2 separate regions of the Sus scrofa genome follow, and region 1 is linked to region 2. The links are chromatin contacts, called in public Hi-C maps. All regions are on one chromosome and are shown on one strand. The core of a region is the stretch at or near the end of the contact, and the rest is flanking DNA. Distances in the headings are between cores, read along the strand shown. Region 1 holds the start of MPP1 (55 kDa erythrocyte membrane protein). Region 2 holds the start of DKC1 (dyskerin pseudouridine synthase 1).

The links. A called contact is a pair of places that touch in the nucleus more often than the background predicts.
Region 1: a contact with region 2 is called in a Hi-C map of skeletal muscle, with 4 times the contacts expected there. The contact joins the promoter of MPP1 here to the promoter of DKC1 in region 2. A contact is called at or near these places in 1 of 5 promoter capture datasets (liver), 11 of 47 Hi-C or Micro-C datasets (alveolar macrophages, blood, embryonic fibroblasts and 6 more) and 1 of 2 datasets of contacts at active chromatin or transcription factors (alveolar macrophages).

Annotation. Positions count from the first base shown.
Region 1 is chrX:125,249,031-125,254,979 of Sscrofa11.1, reverse strand. It overlaps MPP1 (55 kDa erythrocyte membrane protein), which reads left to right and starts at 2,596. Exons shown (of 12, transcript XM_021080526.1): 1 at 2,596-2,728. It overlaps SMIM9 (small integral membrane protein 9), which reads left to right. Exons shown (of 4, transcript XR_001302763.2): 4 at 1-243.
Region 2 is chrX:125,215,296-125,220,892 of Sscrofa11.1, reverse strand. It overlaps DKC1 (dyskerin pseudouridine synthase 1), which reads right to left and starts at 1,965. Exons shown (of 15, transcript NM_001142668.1): 1 at 1,938-1,965; 2 at 1,224-1,294; 3 at 706-792. The coding sequence starts at 1,953.

The DNA of each region.
Region 1 (5,949 bases), core at 1,347-3,846, 33 kb before region 2:
CTTGGTGTATTTCTTTTCAAGCTTTTCCCTATGCTTATACTACCAGCTTCCCCAAATTTGTTCTCTGAAACAATAGTTCTGTTCTAATAAATGTTATGAAATAATAGGGCTTTGGGGCCAATTAAGTTGGAGAGATGCTGAATTAAACAAATTTAAGCATGTTTCTTTGCTCCAGGCTAATATGAATCTCCACAAAAGGGTGTGATACGAAGCTTTTCCCAAGTAAATTGGAACATGAGGTTTTTTTTGTTTTGTTTTTTGTTTTGTTTGCGGCATGTGGAGGTTCCCAGGCTAGGGGTCGAATCGGAGCTGTAGCCACCGGCCTACACCACAGCCACAGCAACTCGGGATCTGAGCTGCGTCTGCGACCTACACCCCAGCTCACGGCAACACCGGATCCCCAACCCACTGGGCAAGGGCAGGGATCGAACCCGCAACCTCATGGTTCCTAGTTGGATTTGTTAACCACTGCGCCACGACGGGAACTCCTGTATGTTCTGTATACTAACGTTTTGTAGGTTCTGATGTGGCAAATACTTTCTCCCAGTTTGAGGGCTGTATCTTCACTCACAATATGATGTGTTTTGATGAGCAGAAGTACTGATTTTGCTGTCGTCAGATTGGCAATTATTATCCTCTAGCTTCGGGTTTTTGCTGTGTGCTTAAGGAGTCCTTTACGCCTCCTGAAGCCATAAAGGAAGTCGCCTGTCTTGTCTTCTGAAAGTTTTATAGTTTCGCCTTTCACATTTCAGACCTTCAGCTACTCAGAATACATTTTTGTATCGTGTGAGGTAAAGTGTAATTTCACTTTTTAAAAATATTACGAGAAACTATATTTTTCCACTCAGGAACTTTGAACTGACTTTCTGTGCCTAAAGGCAGTTCTAGGAATTGAGAAAAGCAGATAGTTGCAGTAAATTCTAAGAAGCCATAAATTCCGAGGAGAAAACCTGATTCTAAGCAATGAGCACCCTGAACTGGAACCAGCCGACCAGAAAAAGGCGAGCATCCTCTGAGTCAGCCGACTCCCTCTCCCAGTGCTCTTCCACCCTGAGCTTTGCCGCAATGAAAACTTTAAACTTTGCTCAAGGAGTCATTCCCTCTGAAGCTCTTCCAAGTGTGAGGGTTAGATAAAGTGTTTGCCTTCACCTGTCACCAGTCTGGGTTTCTGTTTGGATGCGCCCTGGAGCACTTAGTGCAAGTCTACACTTCCCCTGCTGCTCGGCCGTGTCGCCTGTAGCCATTTCTACTGTGTCTCCTGTCGCTTTGGTCTATGTGCCGATTCTGTGTCTATTGCTCACGCTCTGCATTAACACAGCTTTATTCTAGCTCTTGTGGTCCAGAAGGCGGGTCCCCCCGCATTGTTCTTCTAGAGTACTTTGGCCATTCTTGTTCTTTACAAGCCCTTTAAAATTAGATTATCAAGCTTCACAAAACGTATCTGTGGAGATTTTTGATTGGAATGGGCATTTATATCTACCCCTAGGATGGAACTGCGGGCTCAGAGGGTAGATGCATGTTCAACTTTAGAAGATAATGAAAAACCATTCTCCTAAACAGTATTACCAACTTAGACTCCCAGCGGCAATGTTCAAGAACTCACATGGATTCACATCTTCTCCAGCGCTTGATATTGTTAGACTTGGAAAGTTTTGATAATGGAATGGATGTACAGTGGTGTTTCACTGGGGTCTGATCACTAATGAGGTTGATATGTTTATGGTTCATATATGTTCCTCCGCCGGTGAAATGTTTGTCTTTTTTACTCATCTTTCTGCTGAGTTGGTTCTGTTTTTCTTATTAGTTTGTAGTCCTTCATATATTCACAATAGGAATTCTTCATCACGTGCATGTATTGAAAATATTTTCTTCCGATGCACATCTGGACTTTTTTTTTGCTTTTTGCTTTGTCTTTTTTATTTTTTATTTTTTTTTGGCCATGGCTCATGGTGGCTTGATGTGGGGTCTCAGTTCCCAGATCAGAGATTGAACCTGGGCCACAGGGGTGAGAGCATGGAATCCTAACCAGTAGACCACCAGGGAACTCCCTTTAGTTTGTCTTTTGTTGAGTAAAATTTCTTAAAGTCGAATTGGTCAGTATTATCTTATAGAAAATGGTTTATTTGCATTGTTTAAGAAATCTTTCTTTATCCCACAGTCTAAAAGTTCTTTGCTGATGTTTTCTGTCAAGAGCTTTAAAGTTGTGTTTTCGACATATTCTTAATTGATGTGGAATAGACTTTTTTTTCCATGCGGCATGGAGGAGAGTTCCCATTTCATGTCTTCCATACAAATAACCATTTCCAGCTTCAGTTAATGACAACTTACTTTCTTAGCTAACATGGAACCTGCATCATTTACACAGTTACACACATGCCAATGTGTGTTTCTTCATTTTCTAACCCATCTTGTTGCTCAATTATTCTATCCCTCCACCAACATCCCACTGTCTTAATTTCAATAGCTCTCTTCCGTCTCCCCCCCGCCCCCGTGTGGGCGCGTGTGAGTGTGGGTGTGTGTTCCTGTTATAGTTCCTTAAGGGTAATATTGGTGAAGGGAGCCATCAATCACGTGAGCTCAGGCTTTTAGCAGAAAACACTGGGCTATCTGGCTCCAAACTCTTGCCCTTGGATTTTCTCCTCTTGGCCCTGAGCTCCTGGAAGGTCCGACTAAGACTGCATAGAGTAACGAACTGCTTCTACTGGGAATTTACTCCCTTGGGGTCAAGGTGTGTACAGATGGTGAACAGCCCTGAGTTCTGGAAGCTCAGTAAAGGTTCCGTTCAGAATGTCTTTCGTCCTTCAGGCTGCAGTTTTAAGCTACGAAGGTGTCAGGATACGAAGGAATTCTGCTCTAGGATTTGTAAGAAGTGTTGGCTCACTTTGCTTCCACTGATCCCTCAATTTTTTCGTGGCGTGAACAGTAGGAGACGCAGCCTAAGTAAGAACAGTTTGCCGTTGGAGGCAAGCAGGTCTTCCTTCCATCGCTGAACTACAGGCGAAACGTAGATGACAGTGTACCCGCCGCACAGGAGCCTGAAAACGCGTTTCCTCAACGTCCTGTGCCGGCGTCGATTTCCGGGTAGAGCCTGGAGTTGGAGCGGCCGCCAGCACAGCCCGCGGACGCTTCCGCGCCGCCCCCGCGAGCTCGGGGAGACGAAGAGCCCGAGCTCGAGCGGGCGGGGTGGGGGAGGCCCCGCCCAGTCCGGGCCCGGGAGGCGGGCTCGGGGGCGGGGCGGGAGGCGGGCTCGGGGGCGGGGCGGGGCTCCTCCCACGCCCGCCCGGCGCGCCGCCCGCGGGGTGGTGACGGGCCCAGCCGCGCCGCGTTCCCTCGGTCTCCGCCGCCTCCGCCGCCTCCGCGCCGCAGGCCCGGGGCGCTCGCACTCCAGGCTCTGCCCGGCCCCGAGTCTCTGCGTCCCCGCGTCCCCGCGCCCCGGCTCCCGCAGGATGACGCTCAAGGCGAGCGAGAGCGAGGGCGGGGGCAGCATGCGCACGGCGCTCTCCGACCTCTACCTGGAGCACTTGCTGCAGAAGCGCAGCCGGCCCGAGGTGAGCGGCCCCCGGATCCCCCGGGCGCAGCAGGAGGGGCCGGCCCGCGTCTCTAGGCCGCGCCGCCCGCCGCGGCCCTGTCCTCGGGGGTCCTGCCCCCCGGGCGGAGGTCCCGCCCCCGGGGTTCCGTGCGGGACCTCGGGCGCGATGGGTTGTTGCCCCCAACGGAACCTCTGGGCGGGAAACGGAGAGGCCGCGGCCTGGCCAGGGAGCGTCTTAAGGTCAAGGAAAACTTCTCTGTGGACGGAAGTCTGGGTAACGGAGAGACACGAAGGAGCAGATCTGGGAGTAGGTCCGCTCGGTGTTGTTGAGATGCTTGTTTTTGTGTCAGCAAAAAGGCTGTGAAAGCCAACCCCGGCTCTAAAGTGCTCGCTCACCGGCCTCTGCATTTCGGCAGGGCCCCTGGTGCCGGCCGGCGGAGGATCCTTTCGGAGATGATTCTGCCCTCCAGACTCCCGGGGTGGCCGGGACAGAGCTCCCAACCACTGTCCCCAAAGACGCCCAGAGGGGAGGCTGGTCGTCTTCTTCTTATCTCATACTCGTAGATGCGGCTCGCACGCAGCACGTAGGTCTCTCCCGCGGGCGCATCTCTCATTGCAGCCACCAGCCGGCACAGGCCAGCGCCCCTCCGCGCAGCCTGGTGGCCAGGTACCAAGAGAGAGCGGCCGCAGGGACAGAGAAACAGAGAGCGCGCCGGGCAGAAGCACGGTGGCCTTTGAGAACCCAGGGTCCGAACTCACAGTGGGAATCTCTCGTGCACCACAGGGCAGGGCTGTTTCACACTCGCTTTTTACAAGTTAAATGCCTAGTAAGTGGGCCTTCCGAAATGTTTGCTGGATGAGTTGGAGACGGGAGAGCTGGCCGTGAGCGTCGGCCTCGCCTTCTCCTTGCGCGGATGAAGGACCGAAGATCCTCAGGGAAAGCAGACTGGGGCTGTGGGGAACGATTTTGTATCTGCAGAGCTGAGGCACAGCGCACATCCTGCCTGTGGTTTAGATTCTGCACCAGAGTGCAGTGTTCGCACCTGCCTGTCCTTTCAAGTCAAGACCTCGATAGTCGAGGCTGAAATGCGTGCCAGGCTGAGCAGGACACTGCAGTTATTCCGATGAGGGCACGGAATTGGAAGTTAGGCACTAGGAGGAAATCACAGTCTCAAACCACTTGGTTCCTCATAAGCTCGGACATGTGATTTTTTTTTTCTTCCTCACCATCAGCTCACTTGGCTGAGGCTTCACAACCACCGCCCTACACACACACCCCTGGGGGGGGGAGGGCAAAAAACTCCTTTAAATTTACTTCCAGCAATTGTATTGAGTTATAGTCGGTGTACACATAATGCACGAATTTGTGCGGTTCAGTGCTATTTGCCGGATGCATACGTACAACCGTGTAACTCGCCCCATAAGCGTTATGTAGAGCGTCGTGGTCCTTTCGGGTCGTTGGGAACACACTCACTTTGCCTCACCCGGGACTCCTTGCCCAGACCTCGTGCACGGCTGTCTGCGAGGGCGTTCCCGTGTGGCTCCGAGGTTAAGGAACCCGACTGGCATCCATGAGGACGTGGGTTCAATCCCTGGCCACGCTCAGAGGTTAAGGATCTGGCGTTGCCATGAGCTGTGGTGTGGGTGGTGGATGCCGCTCAGATCCGGCGTGGCTGTGGCTGTGCTGCAGGCCGGCAGCTGCAGCTCCGGTTCGACCCCTAGCCTGGGAACCTCCATACGCCGCGGGTGTGGCCCTAAAAAGACAAAAAAGACAGCAACAAAAAAATGCTGTCTGCGCTTGTGGCTGTGCTTGAGAGGCTGTGTGCATTTTTGAAAAAGAGGCCCCGTTGCTACCCTCTGATTGTTGCTGGAGCTGTGAGTTTATCCTGAAACACTGGACACGGGGTCCTGGTAGCCGGTTTGTTTCAGTGTATGAGAGGATCTGAAGAAGCTGAAATAGGAAGACTGGGTAAAGCCAGGAATGAGAAGCACCCCACTTGGGCAAGATATGGCCACGGGAGACTGCACGTGATGAACATGGCTTTGACCCCGTGAACCTGCTGATTCTTATTTCTTGAGGTTCACCGTCCCTGTGGGCTCTTTGCCAGGCTTTGCTGCCAACACGAGGCTCTGCCTCTCGCTCAGGTTTCTCAGCTCTGGAAAATGGACCTGCTCGAAGGGCTCTGGTGATGTTTACCTGACGTAATGCTTTCAAGGAATTCATAAACTTATGTTGGTGAAGGCTTCATTAAGGGGGATTGCTTTCCAGAAAAGTTTTAAAGTCTCAAAACCCAAAGTTTCACTCCTGATCATAACCCATATTTAATATTGGAAAAGTATCGCCTGAAGCTAATTTTGCAAGAGGTTTGAACTGTAGCCTGTCTCCCATGTTTAAGTACGTTTCCTTCCTTAGAAACTCG
Region 2 (5,597 bases), core at 716-3,215:
TTTTTTTCACCCTTTCCCAAGGCTCCGTCTGCAAGCACTCCCTTCAACCGAAGGCCAGCTTTCGTGTGACCCCGTTTCATTTCGTCTTGGTCCTATCGCCACCTCCCACCCCTAGATTTTAACTTTCGCGACAGTAGGGACAGCGCCCCCCTGGTTCACTCGCAGGTCACGACAGAGAACCGCATGCTTTCGAATGACACACGCCGGCCAAGCCGAATCTCGACTGCATGGACTCACACGAGCAAATCCCAGCCTCTTGCCTCGCTCACATATACTGGTTTATCCGAACGCTTCGTCGAGGGATCTTTTACTAACTTTACTCCCGATGTCAGAGCTGCTGCCCGTTACATTGTTTGTGAAAACTGTAATTCGACTCCTTGCTCGACTACGCCATTTACACCCAACCCAAGAGTCCACAAAGTCCAGGGAACACCAGGCGTAGTGTGCAGCTAGACACACTTCAGGGGTCAGGTCCTGTAGCCATCAGCCCGCCTACCTCTGAGAGAAGATACGATTTGCCAACAGCCTCAGAGGTTAAATGACTGGCCTAGGGTCACACACTGCCTGATGCGAGAGGTCTGGTGTCAGAGCACACACACTTTCAAGCACGGCCTGCTGCACAAACTGGTTCAAGTCTGTACCGGGAAGCTAAGTACGAAACTGAGAATGGTTAGAAGTGAGGCACCGACCTGACAGCATACGCACCTTTAGCAACAGGGGCCACTGAGATGTGTCCAACTGAGCCACTTTGGATTCAGGTTTGATGAGAAACTCTTCAGCATGCTGTATTTCCTGCCACAGGACAGAAACACAGCCTGTTAGACTTCCCACTTGATTCTGAACAATTCCATTCCTACCACACAAGTCTGTGCCTTTAAAATAAAAACCAAAGTAGCCTGTGCCTTCTCACCAGGACCTCCAAGGGAAAGCGGCTCAACAGCTCAGAAGGGTGAGTAAAGTGCCACCAAGATATGTGGCACAGGGTATGTGGGTGGGATAAGAAAGAGAATTTCAGGCAGAGCAGTTGGTGTGGCCAACACCCTTTAGCAAAGGCTACCTCTTTAGACAAAACGCTTAGGTTGGCTGGGGTTGTGCAGTTTCTACCCAACCACCACCCAATTCCAGCCCATTCTGCAGAAACCTTTAAAGAATTATCTTCTGTAACTGCTGTCTCAGTAACCTTTCTTTTTAGTAAAAGCGAAGTAAAAGAAATTCCTACTCACAGCCACATCTTCTTCTGGTAATGATTTCCGCTCCTTTTTCTTCTTATGCTTCTTCGGTAAAATAAGTACTTCTACAAAACACGCCAGGATTGGAGTTTTCCCAGAAAATAAAGACGACCAAGTTTAAGTCAGAGAAGGCCACCAGGGCAGGTAGGAAATGCACCGCAGGTGAGACGACGTGGGGGACCACATGCGCGGGCTGAACGCTCGGGTGACGACAGCACTGCACGTGTCGCCTCCCGGCCCGGCTCACCACGTGGCTGCGGCGGGGCTTAAACACGCCAGGGTGCGCGGCCCGCGGGCCCCTAACTTTCCTAAGTGACCGCGGATAATCCCCGAAGGCTAGTGGCTCCCACAACTTCCTTTCGACTTAGGGCTACGCGCTCGCCCGAGCCCCTCCGGCCTCTTGTCGGTCCGCGGCGTCCGACCTGGTGGCAGCGGACGCCTTTTGACGGCGACCCAGAGCCCTAAGGGGCCCTGGATCGCCGGCGGGAGACCCGGGCCGTGTGGCGTCAGGCACCGAGGGGCCCCTCGCTCTCCCGCCCTCACCCGTGGAGCCAAGGCCAAGAGACAAGGTCGACAGGAGGCCCGGCGGCTAGAGCTAGCAGAGCTCGGGCCTCGACGTTGTTCCCCGCACCACCGGCTCTCCCAGCGACGGACCTGGCCCCGGCCGGGGGGATTCAACCCGATCGCCCGGGGAAGAACGACACTTACCTTCCGCGTCCGCCATGTTGCCCGGCAGAGCGTGTGAGCCGCGTGGGCCACCCCCGAGGAAGCGACTACAGACTCCCGCCGCCGTCAGGCCGCGCCGCCAGGGCCCGCCCACCTGTGCGCCGCCCCGTGCGTGTCGTGCAGCGGGGCGGGGTGGGCGGGCTCGGGCTGGCGGGGCGGAGCCCGAAGCGCGCGCGAGACGGCCGCACGATCTCATTGGCGGAAACCCCGAGCCGCGGCTCTTGCGCGCGTGCGCCTTGGGCCTCCCCCACCCCCGTCCCGCCCTCGGCGGCTGGGTCTGGGAGCGCCTGCGCCGCCAGGCCCCGAGGCTGGGATCCTGTGGGCGTGGCCCCGGCGGCCAGTGGGCGTGGCCCCGGCGGCCAGTGGGCGTGGCCCCGGTGGCCGCCCGCTCGGCTCCGGGGCCTGGACCTCGGCGGAGCACCTAGGCTCCCCGCTGAGCGCTCTTTGCGTCCTCTCGCAGGCCCTTTAAGGTTGGTGCCGAATCAGCCTGGGTTAAGAAACGAAGACGTTGAGGCACTGAGAGCTGGAAAGTCACCCCGTCCAGCTAGAGCGGCACTAGCCAATAGAAGTGGAGTGCGAGCCACTTGTGGACTTTTAAATTTTCCAGCCGCCACTTGGAACAAAAGGAAAAGGAAAAAGGTTAAATTGGTTTTAATAGCAAACTTTTTTGAACTCAGTGATCCAAAATATTATCTTGTGCTTTTAGAAGGACCAAACTTGACTTCTGCAGTATTCGTTTAAGAAAGGCTAATCATGAGGAAACATCATGAATAATGCAACATTAGGCAAACCCAAACTGAGGGAGGCCTGCATTCTTAAAAAATATGTAGAGCATGAAAGACAAAGGTTCTAGATCTGTTCCAGATTAAAGAATAATAAAGAGGCATTGACAAATAAAAAATATATATATTATCATGTCTGTAAACCAGCTATAATGGAAAAATAAAAATCATTAAAGTAAAACTTAAAAAAAGGAAAAAAAATTATCGTGTCAACTTATGAGCAACAGACAACATTATGAATGGAATATTTTATAGGGCTTCTTTTCTGTACCAAGTCTTTCCCGCGTGTGTTTTACGCGTCTGGCAAGCCTCAGTTTGGACTCCACGACTGGGCTCCATGCGAAGTGCTCTAGAGGCACAGCTTGCTTGCGGCTGTGGAATCAGACAGCCAAGGAAGACGTGCCCCCAGGTTCAAGTGCTCTTCCCATATCACTGCTGCTCTTCTCACTGCTGTGTCTCTTAACTGGGAGTCCTTAACGGAGCCTGCGCAGACGCGACTGATCCCTAATTCTTTATTGTGATCGTAAATGGAATATGTACCATCTTTTCTAATTCCTCGCTGCTGATAAAACAGGACAGCTATTGCTTTTCTTCCGTTTCCTCCTCTGCCATCCAAGGATTAGATTTTTTTCCATTTTATTTCACTCTGACTTAAAAATATAAAAATATATATGATTGGTTTTTCTCACTTTTATTCAATCTACAATTTATTTTGGTATATACCAAGACAAGAATACTAATGCTCTAACTAGACTCTTTTTTCCCTGTGGCTGCACCTGCCGCATGTGGAAGTTCCAGGGCTGGGGCTCGAACCTGCACCACAGGAGAGACAACTCCAGATCCTTAACCTGCTGCACCACAGCAGGAACTCCCTAACTTGACTTTTTATAGCTATCCAAAGTCCTCAATATCCGCCAATCCGTGCAACCAATTCCTTACTCCCCCCATTATTTTATAATGCTTAACTGATACAGACTTGGCAAAATTTGAGGTACTCATGCCTGGTTCTCCAACACTTCTCATCTGATCTACCAGCAAAGCCTGTCACTCCTGCTTTCAAGTGATCCAGAATCTGAGGGTTTTTCAGCACCGCAGTGCTGTCACTGTAAGCCATACCACCACGATGGCTCTCCTAGATTTTTCCACTGGTCTCCTGCAGTTCCCTGCTGCTCCTGCTTTTCCTCCTATACTGTCTCCTCAACACAAGCAAGTGGAAAGAACCATTAAACCGTAAGTCCCGTCATGTCCTTCTTCTGCTCAAAGCCCTTCCGTGGCTTTGCATCTGGAGTAGGGTGAAGGGCGGCCCCCACAAGATGTAGCCTAACCCCTCGGACCTGTGAATATGAAAGAGGGGTCTTTGCAGAAGTAATGAAGGCAAGGGTCTAGAGATGAGGTCATCCCGGGTTACTCAGGTGGGTCTCAAATCCAATGGCAAGTGTCCTTAGAAGAGGAGAAGGCCAGGCAAAGACGGGGGCAGAGACCGCAGTGGTTTGGGGCTGTCAGCCTCTAGATCTGTGAGAGAACGAATGCCTGTTGTTTAAAGCCATCCGGTTGGCAGGACTCTGTCATGGCAGCCCAAGCAAACTAATAAACTGTCTCGATTAAGAGGAGAAGCTGAAGTTCCCATTGTGGCTCAGCGGGTTACGAACCCAACATAGCGTCTGTGAGGATGCGGGTTTGATCCCTGGCCTTACTCAGTGGGTGAAGGAGCCGGTGTTGCCGCAAACCAGGGTGTAAGTTGGCAGCTGCAGCTCCAATGGGACCCCTGGCCTGGAAACTTCCACGTGCTGCGGGGGCGGCCCTAAAAAGCACAAAAAAAAGCAAAGAGGCAAAGCCAGATTGATTATGACAGCTGTCAGTTTCTGCTACCAGTGCTCCCTCTGAGTCCACTTCCTTGCACGCACACCCTTGCTCACTCACACCCATCTTGGCTGCTTAGGACCATTCCGCAGGCACACTGCCTCCTCTTGGGGCATTCGCATCTGCCTTAAATGCACCTCACCGAGGGTCTCTACACTAGCGTGTTAGCCTTACGAAGCCAGGACATTCTTGTCTACTTTGTCCGCTGCTGCATACCCAGCTCCTGGGAGAGGCTCAGTATTTGTCGCGAATCTTCTGAACCCGGAAACCCTTCGGGCCCCTCCCTCACCAGCAGAAGCAGCTCCTCCCTCCAGTCTGATGAGCCTGCCCCTGCCTTTCTTGGAGATCTTGTGAGGAAATCACTGGGTCAGCTACCAATTCTCCTGCGACCCACGCCTCCCGTCCCTCGTTGTTTCCAAGCCCAAGACTGGGCGAGGGGGGCGGCGGAATGAGTTGCCACGTGCACCCCACTGGCTCGCCCCTTAACCGCATCCCCTGAGAGGACATTCCTGTCGCCGAAACACTGAGACTACTCTGGTGGACATTCTGGAAAACTACTCTGGGAAAGGAGGTGGGAGGGGGTGCCAGGGACTCGGTGGGACTCTGATGGGATCCTAGGGCAGCAGAAGCTAAATCTCACAGAAACAGGACGGCTATCACGTAGGCAGCTGGAGCCCGAAGGGCTTCTCCCCAAGGAGCCTTGCTGGTGGCTGACTGATCCCAGTGTCCTGTTAGGAGGCCACCTGTAGGAGGTCATGGCCTGCAAAACCCCGACAATGAGAACTCTGGGGCCGGTGAATGGCGGCCTGCCGTGAATCACCCCAGTGGAAAATCATGGCCCCTCATCTAATTCCCAGACCCAGTCAATGCACAGACTCAGCCCTCCAGTGGGGGCGATGCCGGGTACACATGACACCACAAGTGTGTGCTCTCAGCCTGCCTCCTGCTTTCCCCTGGGACCACAGGATGCCACAGTGGGCGCCTGGTCAGACTCAGCAGG